3 separate regions of the Sus scrofa genome follow, and all the other regions are linked to region 1. A link is a contact called in public Hi-C and HiChIP or PLAC-seq data. All regions are on one chromosome and are shown on one strand. The core of a region is the stretch at or near the end of the contact, and the rest is flanking DNA. Distances in the headings are between cores, read along the strand shown. Region 1 overlaps GAS7 (growth arrest-specific protein 7). Region 2 holds the start of GAS7 (growth arrest-specific protein 7). Region 3 has its middle 35 kb from the start of GAS7.

Region 1 (3,605 bases), core at 907-3,406:
AACTCCACCACGGTTGCTCTGCAGAAGCAGGGGCAGAACAAAAGGGGCTGAGATCCACGGCCCTGAGGGTCTCTAAGTGAGGCACCCACCACCCCAGGAGCGTGAGGTGGGCACCGTCAGCTTCTGAAGCAACCTTGCATCTTCAAGTTGATTTCTCTCCCCACAACAAAATGCAATCTCCTGAAAGCTGCTTATAAAACCGAAGGAAGGAACGGCGGGAAAAATCCCAGTGTCCCCCTCTAGAGAGAAATACCAGCACGGCTATTCTACTCTCTAGACAGAAGGCTCAGTTCAAAAACCAGGAAAGAGGAGTTCCTGTTGTGGCTCAGCGGAAACAAATCTGACTAGTATCTATGAGGATGCAGGTTTGATCCCTGGCCTCGCTCAATGGGTTAAGGATCCAGTGTTGCTGTGAGCTGCAGTGTAGGTGGCAGATGTGGCTTGGATCTGGCGTGGCAGTGGCGTAGGCCAGTGACTGCAGCTCCAATTCAACTCTAAGCCTGAGAACCTCCATATGCCGAGAGCGTGGCCCTAAAAAGACGAGGAAAAAAAAACAAAAACAAAAACAAAAAAAACCCAAAGGAGTTCCCGTCGTGGCGCAGTGGTTAACAAATCTGACTAGGAACCATGAGGGTGCGGGTTCGATCCCTGGCCTTGCTCAGTGGGTTAAGGATCCAGTGTTGCCGTGAGCTGTGGTGTAGGTCACAGACGCGGCTCGGATCCCACATTGCTGTGGCTGTGGCGTAGGCCGGTGGCTACAGCTCTGATTAGATCCCCTAGCCTGGGAACCTCTATGTGCTGCAAGAAGTGGCCCTAGAAAAGGCAAAAAGACAAAAACAAAACAGAAACAGTAAAGAAGATGTCAGAATATCGTGGATCCTGCTCCAGCCTCATGGGCGGGTTCTCTCCGCTTCCATCCCGGAGGGTGGATGGAGGGCTGACGTGCGTGTTTGTACCCAGGGCAGAGGGCTCCACGCAGCACAGATCACAGAGGGCTGGACGGGACCCCAGCCTGGGGCTTCCTCCAGGCACCAGTTTACACGTGGGCAAAGTGAGGCAAAGAGGAGGGCTGTGCCCCAGGCCCCGGGCTGACGAGCTGTGATTTCACAAATCTAAGGTGTTACTGATTGTTAGAGGCGCCCTTGTTTGAAGTCCTGCTGAGAAAGAGAAAACGATGCTTCCAACGAGACCAGGAAACACCTGCTTTCAAGACGACAGTGATGGTGACTTGCCGCTCAGGGCCACACGTGCAGCACACGGGGCTCCCAGGCGAGGGTCCAACTGGAGCTGCAGCCGCTGGCCTGCGCCACAGCCACAGCAGTGCCAGATCCCAGCCACATCTGCAACCTACACAGCAGCTCACAGCAACACCCGATCCTTCACCCACTGAGTAGAGCCAGGGACTGAACCTGCATCCTCACAGATACCAGTTGGGTTCATTACTGCCAAGCCACAACGGGAACTCGGGTTTCATTCAAGATATTAACATGGGGAGTTCCTGCTGTGGTGCAGTGGAAGTGAAGCCAGGTAGGGACCATGAGATTGCAGGTTCCATCCCTGGCCTCACCCAGTGGGTTAAGGATCTGGCGGCGCCGTGAGCTGTGGTGTAGGTCACAAATGGGGCTTGGATCCTGCGTGGCTGTGGTGTAGGCCAGCAGCTGCAGCTTCAATTTGACCCCTAGCCTGGGAACCTTCATATGCCACAGGCGAGGCCCTAAAAAAAAAAAAAAAAAAAATCAAAACAAAACGAAGATATCAATATGGGTGTTGGAATCAACGAGCTGCGGTCCTGCGTAACTTGCTGCTGCTTCTCACTGCCGTGGTCTGTGGTCCATCAGCCAGGCCCTGAATAGTGCTGAGCTAGGGTCCCAGGTCCCCCTAGAACAGAGCGCCTAACCCTGGCACTGCTGACACGTGGGTTGCCTAGCTCCACGCGGTGGGGCTGTGCTGTCCTGAGCCCTGTAGGATATTTACAGCATCCTTGGCCTCTACCTACCAGATTCCTGTGGCACCTCCCCCACCACAGTCATAGCCAAAAACATCCCCAGGTGGGCAAAATCACCCCTGAGCTGAGAAGCACCATGCCAGGGCCAGGGAAGCTGACAAGGATGTGCACAGGATGCGAACACACACACACAAGGATGGACGCATGAGTGGCCCTGGCCCCTTGTGCTGGTCGTGAAGGTGGACATCTGTCCCCGTGGCCTGAGCCAGCTCCTCCTAGTCCTTCTCCTGGGGGTGGCTCCCAAAAGCAGAGGGGGGAGGGGATGCCGCTGGGGACGGTGCCAGGGACAGCAGGCTTTGGAGAGGGGACCCCACTGACACAGAGGGCCAGTTCCCCGAGCAGCCCCGTATAGCAGGCCATATAGGGCGGCAGGCTGGGCAGTTCCCGCCCGTCACCTCACGCGCCCAAGCCTCCCCCTGACTGTGTCACAGCTGGTCCTGCTCCGTGGGCCCCTCTGGCCGAAAAAGACAGCTGGGTTTTCTGTCTAGTGCCTGGGTGGCCTGGAGCCAGCCAGGATAGAGGGCCACACCTCTCGTCATTCACACGAGCATTTCCATTGTTCAAAAAGCACAAGAACAGCAGCAAAAGACAAGGCAGCGTGCCCAGAAATGTTGCCTCTCCCATGACAGCTCGGAAGGCTGAGCGGCCCCATTTCTGGGGATCTGGTCCGAGAATGGAGCAATCACTGCCCCATAGGAAATCAGGAGGAAATGCCTCATTTCCCTGCTCCCCAGGGGGCCTTTTTTTATGTTAAAAAAATGTGTATAACACACATGCGCGTGCGCGCGCACACACACAAATCCTAGAAGAACTCTCCCTGGGAACTACCCACCAGTCCAAACACCTGTCTGAGCTTAAGTTGATTCTCTGGGTCTATTTTGCCATCACTCCGGTTTTGGGTGCTTCTGTTGGCAACCCCCATACCCCTAGGTAATGTACTTTGATCCCACTTTGATTTCTCAATGGTGGATAATATCTCAAGACCCCCCACTAGGAAAGGGGGGGCCTGCACAGCCCTTCCCTGATCCAGGGTTTATGAGTCTTGCTGTCCCAGCTCTGCCTCTGGCTACCTGTGACGCTTGAAGTTACTTGTGTTCCAAGAAGGGTGCGAGGCTCTTGTGTCCCCTCCCTTCCGGGTGAGTGGAGGACGTCACGTGGCTTCTCCCGCCACCCCCTAGAGCCCCAGGCCTCCCCCCAACCCCCCATCCGGCTACAATCTCTGCCACATTGTCAACGCCATTCCAAGTTGAAATTCCATGCTGCAACCACAACCAGGACCACCGTCTCAAGGACTCTGGAGACGTTTGTGAATTTACCCAATGCTGCTGAGGCCAGGCTCTGCTTGGGGACAGAGGATTCCACAAAAGAAAAAGTGAGACAGAGTCCCCACCTCAGGGGGCTTATGATCTGGGTGGGAGAGTGACAGCCAACAGGGGGGTAGGACTACTCTGGGGACAATGAAACTGCAGGAGGCAGGGATCCAGAGTGATGGGTAAGGACTCTAAATGGAGGGGTCAGGGAAGGCTTCTCGGAGGAGGTGACATTTAAAATAATGCCTAAACCACAGGAAGTCAGAAGCTGTTCTCCCCATGGGAATGTC
Region 2 (3,484 bases), core at 554-3,053, 170 kb after region 1:
GGCCCGGCACCGGGGGCGCTCGGAGGTCGAGCCCCGCGCTGCCCACGCACCGAGGGGCGCCCGCCGCCTCTGCCGCCCCCAGGAGCGCGCGGCTCAGGGTCTGGCGCGGAGCGGCAGCCCCCGGGGCGTCCTTCAGGCGAGGGCGGCTCCCGCCTCCCCGGTGCGGGCAACAGGTATACGCGCGCGCCGGTCTCCCAGCCCGGGCCCTCGCCCCTTACCTCCAGCAACTGCACGTAGCTCGCCGGGAACCAGCCACGGAGCCCGTCCTCCTTCTCGCCTTCCCACCAGCCGCCGTCCGGGACCTGCAGCAGCGTGATGAGCTCGCCCGCGGCGAAGCGCAGCCCCTGGCCGTGCCGCTCCCCGGAGAAGGGGTACAGGGTCCGGCAGCGGGCGCCGGACATGGCCTTAGCGCCCGGGCTCACAGCGCAGCCTGCATCCCTGACGAGCCCTGCGGGCTGGGCAGCGGCCCCGCGGGGTCCCAGGCGCCCGGCGCTCCGGGCTCCCGCGCTCTGGGCGCGCGCCGTCTCGGGGGTGCTCAGGGGTCCCCGGCCAGGCGGGGGACGCGAGCCCCGCGCAGGGAAGCGGAGACTCGCTGGCTTCAGAGAGCGAGCGGCGACGCCCCCGGGCCGGGCGGCTCGCGGCTCGCGGCTCGCAGCTCCCAGCTCGGGGCGGGGGGGCGGGGCTCAGGGGGAGGAGACCCAGGCGCCGCGGGCTCCGGAGACAACTTCCCGGGGACGCGGAACGCGGGCGGCCGCCGCGAGGGCCGGCCGGAGCCGGGGCCACCCTGGCGCGCGGAAATGCGCAGCTCCCCGAGGAGGTGGGACCCGGAGCATCCCCCTCGGCCCGGCTCCGCGGCGAGGGAGTGGCGGCGGACGTGGAGAAGGGGCTGGCGGCCGGGCGGCCAGGCGGGGGCTGTCTCGGCGCGGGGGGGGGCGGGGCGGGGCGGGGGCTGGGCCAGGGCGGCCACGCCCGCTGAGGGCCGGGCGCTCTCTCGCTGAGCGTGCCGGCCACTGGGGAGGGGTCTCCCTGCTCACACCCCCACCCCAGAAAGCCGCGGGGATAGAAACGCCCCTCTCTGCTGGTTTCGTAGGCCTGGCGGCGGGAGGTGGGCGGGCGTCTCCTCCCAGGTGCCTGTAGAGGAATGTTTGTGGCCAACACTGTAAGGGTTGAACCTGGGGTTGAACTTGACTCACCGGAAACTGGACAATGAATGGATGAAAGACTGGTTTGAAGCCGGGCGCCTTGACCGGGAAGCCGGGTGGCAGCGCGTTACACGGGAAGGCCGGAGAGGGGAGGCGACTGAGTCGAAATCCGAGTTGGCAGAATTGGAAACAAGTCGTTAGAGATAAAAGAAGGGGGGGAGTTCCCGTGTGGCTCATTGGGTTAAGAATCTTGTGTTGTCAATGCAGTGGCTCTGGTCGCTACTGGCCCCGGAACTTCCGCTTTGTTTTGCATGCAAAGGGGAGGCTGGCCCAGGGTACTAGCTCCCTGAAATCGAGATGGGCCAGACTGAAGAGTCTACACTCATTTACTCAGTCAACAAACATTAGTGGGAGGCTACCACGGTTCACTCAACGTGCCAGGTATCTACAAAATTCATTTGGACAAGCTCCTGCTCTTCTGGGACCAGTGGACCTGGGTGCTGAAAGAAGCTGACCTTGAACTGAGGGTACAGAAGTAAAGGAAAGCTTTGTTCGCCTGCTCTATAGGAAAACTTAAATTCTATTTCCTAAACTGTAAAGAGCTAGACCCTTTAATCTCTGTATACTTCTAACTGCCTACCCTTACATCCTGATCAGTAACCTTTCAAGGCTCCCTATTGCCTTTTATGTTAAGTATCGACTTCTCTCTCAGCCTGTGCACTTCCAGCCCTCCACAACACCTCCCCCAGCCTCATCTCTCTGTGCTTGTCTACTCGCGCTTCAAGAACCAGTCTGGCTGCGCCACGAAGAGCCCTAAGGTCTGGCACATCTTTATATGTTTGAATCAGAGGTTCTGATTAGAATCACCTGAGTAACTTTAAATGCTCACGCCCAGACCCACCATGGCTTTGAGAATCACTGTTGAGCCAAATGCTACATCGAAGCCATCTCTCTTGAGCAGCCTCAGCCTAGCCTCTGGCTATGGGCAAATTGACGAGTGTAGATTGTTTATTATATTCCATCGATTGCAAATTCACAAACCTTTGCTCGTCCACAATCCTGGGGAAACAAACTCTTGACCACAGTCACCACTAAGAGTCCCTTAAAGCAAAATCTGTTAAAGAAAACAGTCACTAAAAAAGTAACTGACCTAGTCAAGTCTTAAAAGGGACTAAAACACCCTGTATCATGGCCACATGTGACTGTTGTAGGCTGACATCAGGTTTCATATCTGATTTGTGGCCCAGTTCAGGTTAGACAGCTGGTCCAGAGCCTTCTTACAACCCAGAATCCTCTGATCCAGTTTGGACTTGAGAAATCTCAGCCTTCACATCATCCCATTGACTTCAGTTCCAAATGACCCTCCCAAACCGTTCTGCAGCACCCAAATTGACAATGGCTCTCAACTCCTTTAGTTCTTCTTCTTCCACTTCATTCTGTATTCCCATGAGCTGGTGTGGTCACTGCCCCCAGTTTACAAGTAGAAACTCTAGACGGTATGACTCACCCACCATCATACGGCCATCCACAGTGAAGGTCAGTCTGGCTTCTTGTGCATGGAGCACTCCTTCCTCCAGTCCACCCTACAGAGTCTGGGAATCTGTGTATGGTTGTAGCTTATCCACAAATAGCATCTTAAGAAAGTGTTCTCTGGTGATACCCAACATCAGTCTTTTGTTTGGTTGGTTGGTTGGTTTGTTTTTGGTTTTTTTTGTTTTGTTTTTTGCATTTTAGGGCTGCACATGTGACATACGGAAGTTCCCAGGCTGGGGGTCCAATCGGAGCTGCACCTGCTGGCCTGCGCCACAGCCATAGCACACAACCACAGCACCACAAGATCCAAACCTCGTCTGCGACCACAGTTCATGGCAGCACCGGATCCTTAACCCACTGATCAATGCCAGGTATCGAACCCACATCGTCATTCTTCATAGATACTAGTCAGGTTCCTTACTGCTGAGCCACAGCAGGAACTCCCCAACGCCAGTCTTGATAGAAGTCTCTGTCCCTGATTTCTTATCAATCAAGTAGCCTCAGACAATCCGCTGACACCTGTGGGTGATTTCACTGTTATTGGAGACTGAATCCTATAGCTGGGTTAGGAGACTTGAGGTGCTTAAATGTATAAGCTCTGGAGTTCCTGTATCCAAACCTGAGTTCTGCCATTTGCTAGCTGTGTGCCCTTTGGCAACTTACTTATCCTCTCTGAGTCTCATTTTCCTCAGCATTAGAAGATGACAGTAGTATTTTATCACAGGGTTATTAAGAGGATGAAATGAGTAAAAATGTAAACTGTTTAGAGCAATATCTAGCACATTAAGGACTCATATTAGCAGTCATTA
Region 3 (3,748 bases), core at 757-3,256, 200 kb after region 1:
ACTCCCTTCTGAGACCAGATGTGGCACGCTGGGAGGAGCAAGGTTCACGCTTTGATCTGGAGCACAGAGAGAAGATGTGATGGGATACTTGTGCAGAATCTCCAACCATGGGCTGCTACTTCTGATTCACGTGCAGATAAATGGTGCAGTCAAAAGAAATCTGAACTATGTCTCTGGAAGTTTTGTTTTGTTTTTCCATTTCTTGGGTCGCTCCCTGCGGCACATGGAGGTTCCCAGGCTAGGGGTCCAGTCGGAGCTGTAGCTGCCAGCGTACAACAGAGCCACAGCAATGCGGGATCCGAGCCGCGTCTGCGACCTACACCACAGCTCACGTCACACCAGACCCTTGACCCACTGAGCAAGGGCAGGGATTGAACCCGCAACCTCATGGTTCCTAGTCAGATTCGTTAACCACTGCGCCACGATGGGAACTCCTGGAAGTTTTAAAGTTCTGAGAAAGACTTTGAAGGATTTGAGGATACAGGTGGTCTTCTCTCTTTCATCCAGCTGAGGGCTGTGACTTTGGAAGAGAAAGGAGAGGGTACTGGGGGGAACAGCTGGTGATGTTGATGGTGTTGACGAGGGTTTCATTTCCTTGGAAAGAGCCCAAGATACTGGAACAGGAGGCCACTGGCAAAGGCTGGAGAGTGTCACAAAGACAGGGAAGAATGTGTTTGGCAGGAGATTTCCCGATGGCATCAAAGGGCATTTGAAAAGGTTGTTACGGGATGCGGAGGGGACAGCTGCTGTTGTCGTCTGCCCAGCATCCATGTGCCAACTTAACAGCCTCTTTATCTCTGAAGGGAAACCGTCTGCCTGCTACGCATAGTCCTGTGGCTAAAGGGAGTTGGTCCCATCCTTTGGCTCTAGAAGAAGTCGATCAAAACCTCAAAGACTGCCTCGGAGCTCGGCTACGTGATCAGATCGGGATCAACAAGAGTTACTGCCAGGACTTTGCTCAAATGATTGGGAGTGAGGTGCATCTTCTTTCTCAAGTAGAGTGGCTGAGATGGTAGATGATAAACTTGGAGCTGCTGGATGCCTCCGTTCCTGAATGAGACAGAGAAGGGAGTCAACATAGCAGAAAGCTGTGCCTAATGTCAGAGAGAAATTCCGGAAAACGTTAGAGCACCTGGATTTAACCATGTTTGCAGCTAACCCTGCTTCTTGAACGTCTTAGCTATGTGAACCAGTATTCTACCTCCCGCTCAATGCCCCCGCCGATCTCTCTCCCCCTCTCTGGTTTAATGTAGTTTCTGTGGACTTGCTACCACTGATAGGAGAAAATGGAAAATAGTCCCTGTTATATAGACAGGAACAGGGTAACAGAGACAGTGCTATTCTTCTTGAGCAAAAATAAAGACAGCTGGGCCAGAACTTTATTTATGGTCTTGTGTGTCTATTTCTTGATGCAAAGGGCACAGGGAATGCATAAGGCAAGATTTTCCTGTTACTGAAAGAAGAAAAATACAGCTTCATAAACATCACTGTCACTTGGAGGGGATTCCTAACTAGAAAGTGACAGTGGAATGATATCTGTTGCTTGAAAAAATGCATGTTCTAATAGAAGGGGAAATTCTGCAGCATCATCTGTCCATCAGTGTGGAGAGCTTTTGAGTCAGGAATGAGAACCACAGAAACCAGTCGCTACTCCCCCCTCCTTCATCCCCCATGAGACGAAGCTTCCCGAGGATGCTTTCCTGAAACATGTCACACAGACCACAAAATACGGTTCTTACGGAGAATTCCACGTATCCAGACATAGACTGGAATTCTCCTTTTGCTGAAGTTTAGAACATCTGATAAATTATTAACTTACTTTGCTAATAGTTTCTCAGAACACAGTAGTAGTCATAGAAGAAGCTGGTTTTTAAAATAATTTTTTTAAATTTCCCCTCTGAAAATATAAGACATCCGTTTTATGGAAAATTGGATAATAGAGTGGTGCAACAACAACCACGTATAAATCTATTTCTAGATGTAAGCGATAGGACTTGTACTGCAAGCCAGATGCTGGCTAAGCATTTCATAAATAGGCTCGTCTAGTCTCCAGAGCAGTTTTAAAAGATATATTCTAGTATGATCCTCATTTTGTAGATGGGGAGACTGAGGTTTAACAAAACTTAAAAAAAAAAAATTCCCTAAGCCGCATAGATTTCACAGACAGAATTTGAACCCAGACATCTGTTCCCAACTTCTATGCTATCCTATGTATTTCCTTCCGTTTATATAAATTCCTTATTTTATTGTATATTTATCATTTTGTAGCTCACTTTTTCTTTCTACTTGATATTACGATGTGAGCACTTTCTCATTTTGTTAAAAACTCTTAAAGTCAGAGTTCCTGTTGTGGCTCAGCAGTAATGAACCTGACTAGTGTCCATGAAGATGCGGGTTCCATCCTGGCTTCGCTCAGGGGTTAAGGATCCAGCGTTGCCATGAGTTGTGGCTGTGGTGTAGGCTGGCAGCTGCAGCTCCAATTAGACCCCTAGCGTGGGAACTTCCATATTCCTAAAAAGAAAAAAAAAAAAAAAAAAAGAAAAAACTCCTAAAGTTAAAAAAAATGTAGACAGGAGTTTCCGTCGTGGTACAGCAGAAACGAATCTGACTAGGAATCATGAGGTTTCGGGTTCGATCCCTGGCCTTGCTCAGTGGGTTAAGGATCCGGTGTTGCCATTAGCTGTGGTGTAGGTTGCAGACGTGGACTGGATCTGCTGTGGCTGTGGTGTAGACCAGCAGCTGTAGCTCCTATTCAACCCCTAGCCTGGGAATGTCCATATGCCTCGGGTCTCACCCTAAAAAAGCCCCCCCCCAAAAATGTAGACAGAATAATCGAAAGGATGCCCATGAATTCATCACACAGCTACAATTATCAACCCATCTTGTTTCCTCCATCCACTCCCATCCATTATCTACAAAGCAAATCACAGTTACCATGTCATTTTAACTGTAAATATTTCAGTATTAAATTTTAGAAATTCTTAATTGAGGTATAGTTGATTTACAATGTTGTGTTAGTTTCAGGTGTACAGCAAAGTGATTCTGTTTTATACACACACATATTCATTATCAGGTTCTTTTCCCATATAGGTTATTACAAAATACTGAGTAGAGTTCTCTGTGCTAGACAGTTATCTGTTTTGTAATATAGTAGTGTGTATATATGAATCCCAAACTCCTCATTTATCCCTTCTTGCGAGCTTTCCCCTTTGCTAACCCTAATTTTGTTTTCTATGTCTGTAAGTCTATTTCTCTTTTGCAAATAATTTTGTTTCTATCATTTTCTTAGATTCCAGTCATTCTTTCATATTATCAGATATCCAGTCTGTGCTCAAAATTTCCACTGTGGGTTCCGTCTGGCGCAGTGTTACGATCCGACTAGGACCATGAGGTCGCGGGGTCCTGCCTGCTCAGTGGGTAACGATCTGGCGTTGCGTGAGCTGTGGTGTAGGTGCAGACGCGGTCGGATCCGCGTGCGTGTCTGGCGTAGGCGTGGTCAGCTCGATTCACCCTAGCTGGAACTCATATGCACGGAAGCGCCAAGAGATAGCAAAACAAAAAAAAAAAAAAAAAAAAAAAAAAAAAAAAAAAAAAAAAATTTCCACTGTGAACGTTATTGCCAACGTTATTCTAACTTTGATTCTGAGAAGATAGCAGGGAGAATTAGTGGGTGGTGTGGAAGTGTCAGAAACCCTGAACCAAAGTGATAGTGTTGTCTTGGAGTTTGCAATAGCAAATAAACAGCAAA

What was found. Hi-C and Micro-C count contacts between places; a contact is called where the count stands out from the background. HiChIP or PLAC-seq counts read pairs in DNA pulled down with a chosen protein or histone mark.
Region 2: a Hi-C map of retroperitoneal adipose tissue shows a contact between it and region 1, with 1.6 times the contacts expected there. The contact joins the promoter of GAS7 here to the enhancer-like site in region 1. A contact is called at or near these places in 13 of 47 Hi-C or Micro-C datasets (blood, embryonic fibroblasts, fibroblasts and 6 more) and 1 of 2 datasets of contacts at active chromatin or transcription factors (alveolar macrophages).
Region 3: a contact with region 1 is called in an H3K27ac HiChIP or PLAC-seq map of skeletal muscle, with 4 times the contacts expected there. The contact joins two enhancer-like sites. A contact is called at or near these places in 7 of 47 Hi-C or Micro-C datasets (alveolar macrophages, blood, embryonic fibroblasts and 3 more) and 2 of 2 datasets of contacts at active chromatin or transcription factors (alveolar macrophages and skeletal muscle).

What each region holds. Positions count from the first base shown.
Region 1 is chr12:54,807,330-54,810,934 of Sscrofa11.1, forward strand. All of the region lies in intron 3 of GAS7 (growth arrest-specific protein 7), which reads right to left. Among named protein-coding and RNA genes, the nearest start is that of RCVRN, 57 kb to the left of the region's middle. Within about 2 kb of position 2,157, at least 15 of the 83 cell types and tissues checked have an H3K27ac peak or open chromatin away from gene starts, as enhancers often do. A contact at or near this core is called in retroperitoneal adipose tissue and skeletal muscle, where this site is marked.
Region 2 is chr12:54,972,732-54,976,215 of Sscrofa11.1, forward strand. GAS7 (growth arrest-specific protein 7) reads right to left here and starts at 1,804. Exons shown (of 14, transcript XM_021067872.1): 1 at 219-1,804. The coding sequence starts at 401.
Region 3 is chr12:55,007,190-55,010,937 of Sscrofa11.1, forward strand. No RefSeq gene overlaps it. Among named protein-coding and RNA genes, the nearest start is that of GAS7, 35 kb to the left of the region's middle. Within about 2 kb of position 2,007, at least 1 of the 83 cell types and tissues checked has an H3K27ac peak or open chromatin away from gene starts, as enhancers often do. A contact at or near this core is called in skeletal muscle, where this site is marked.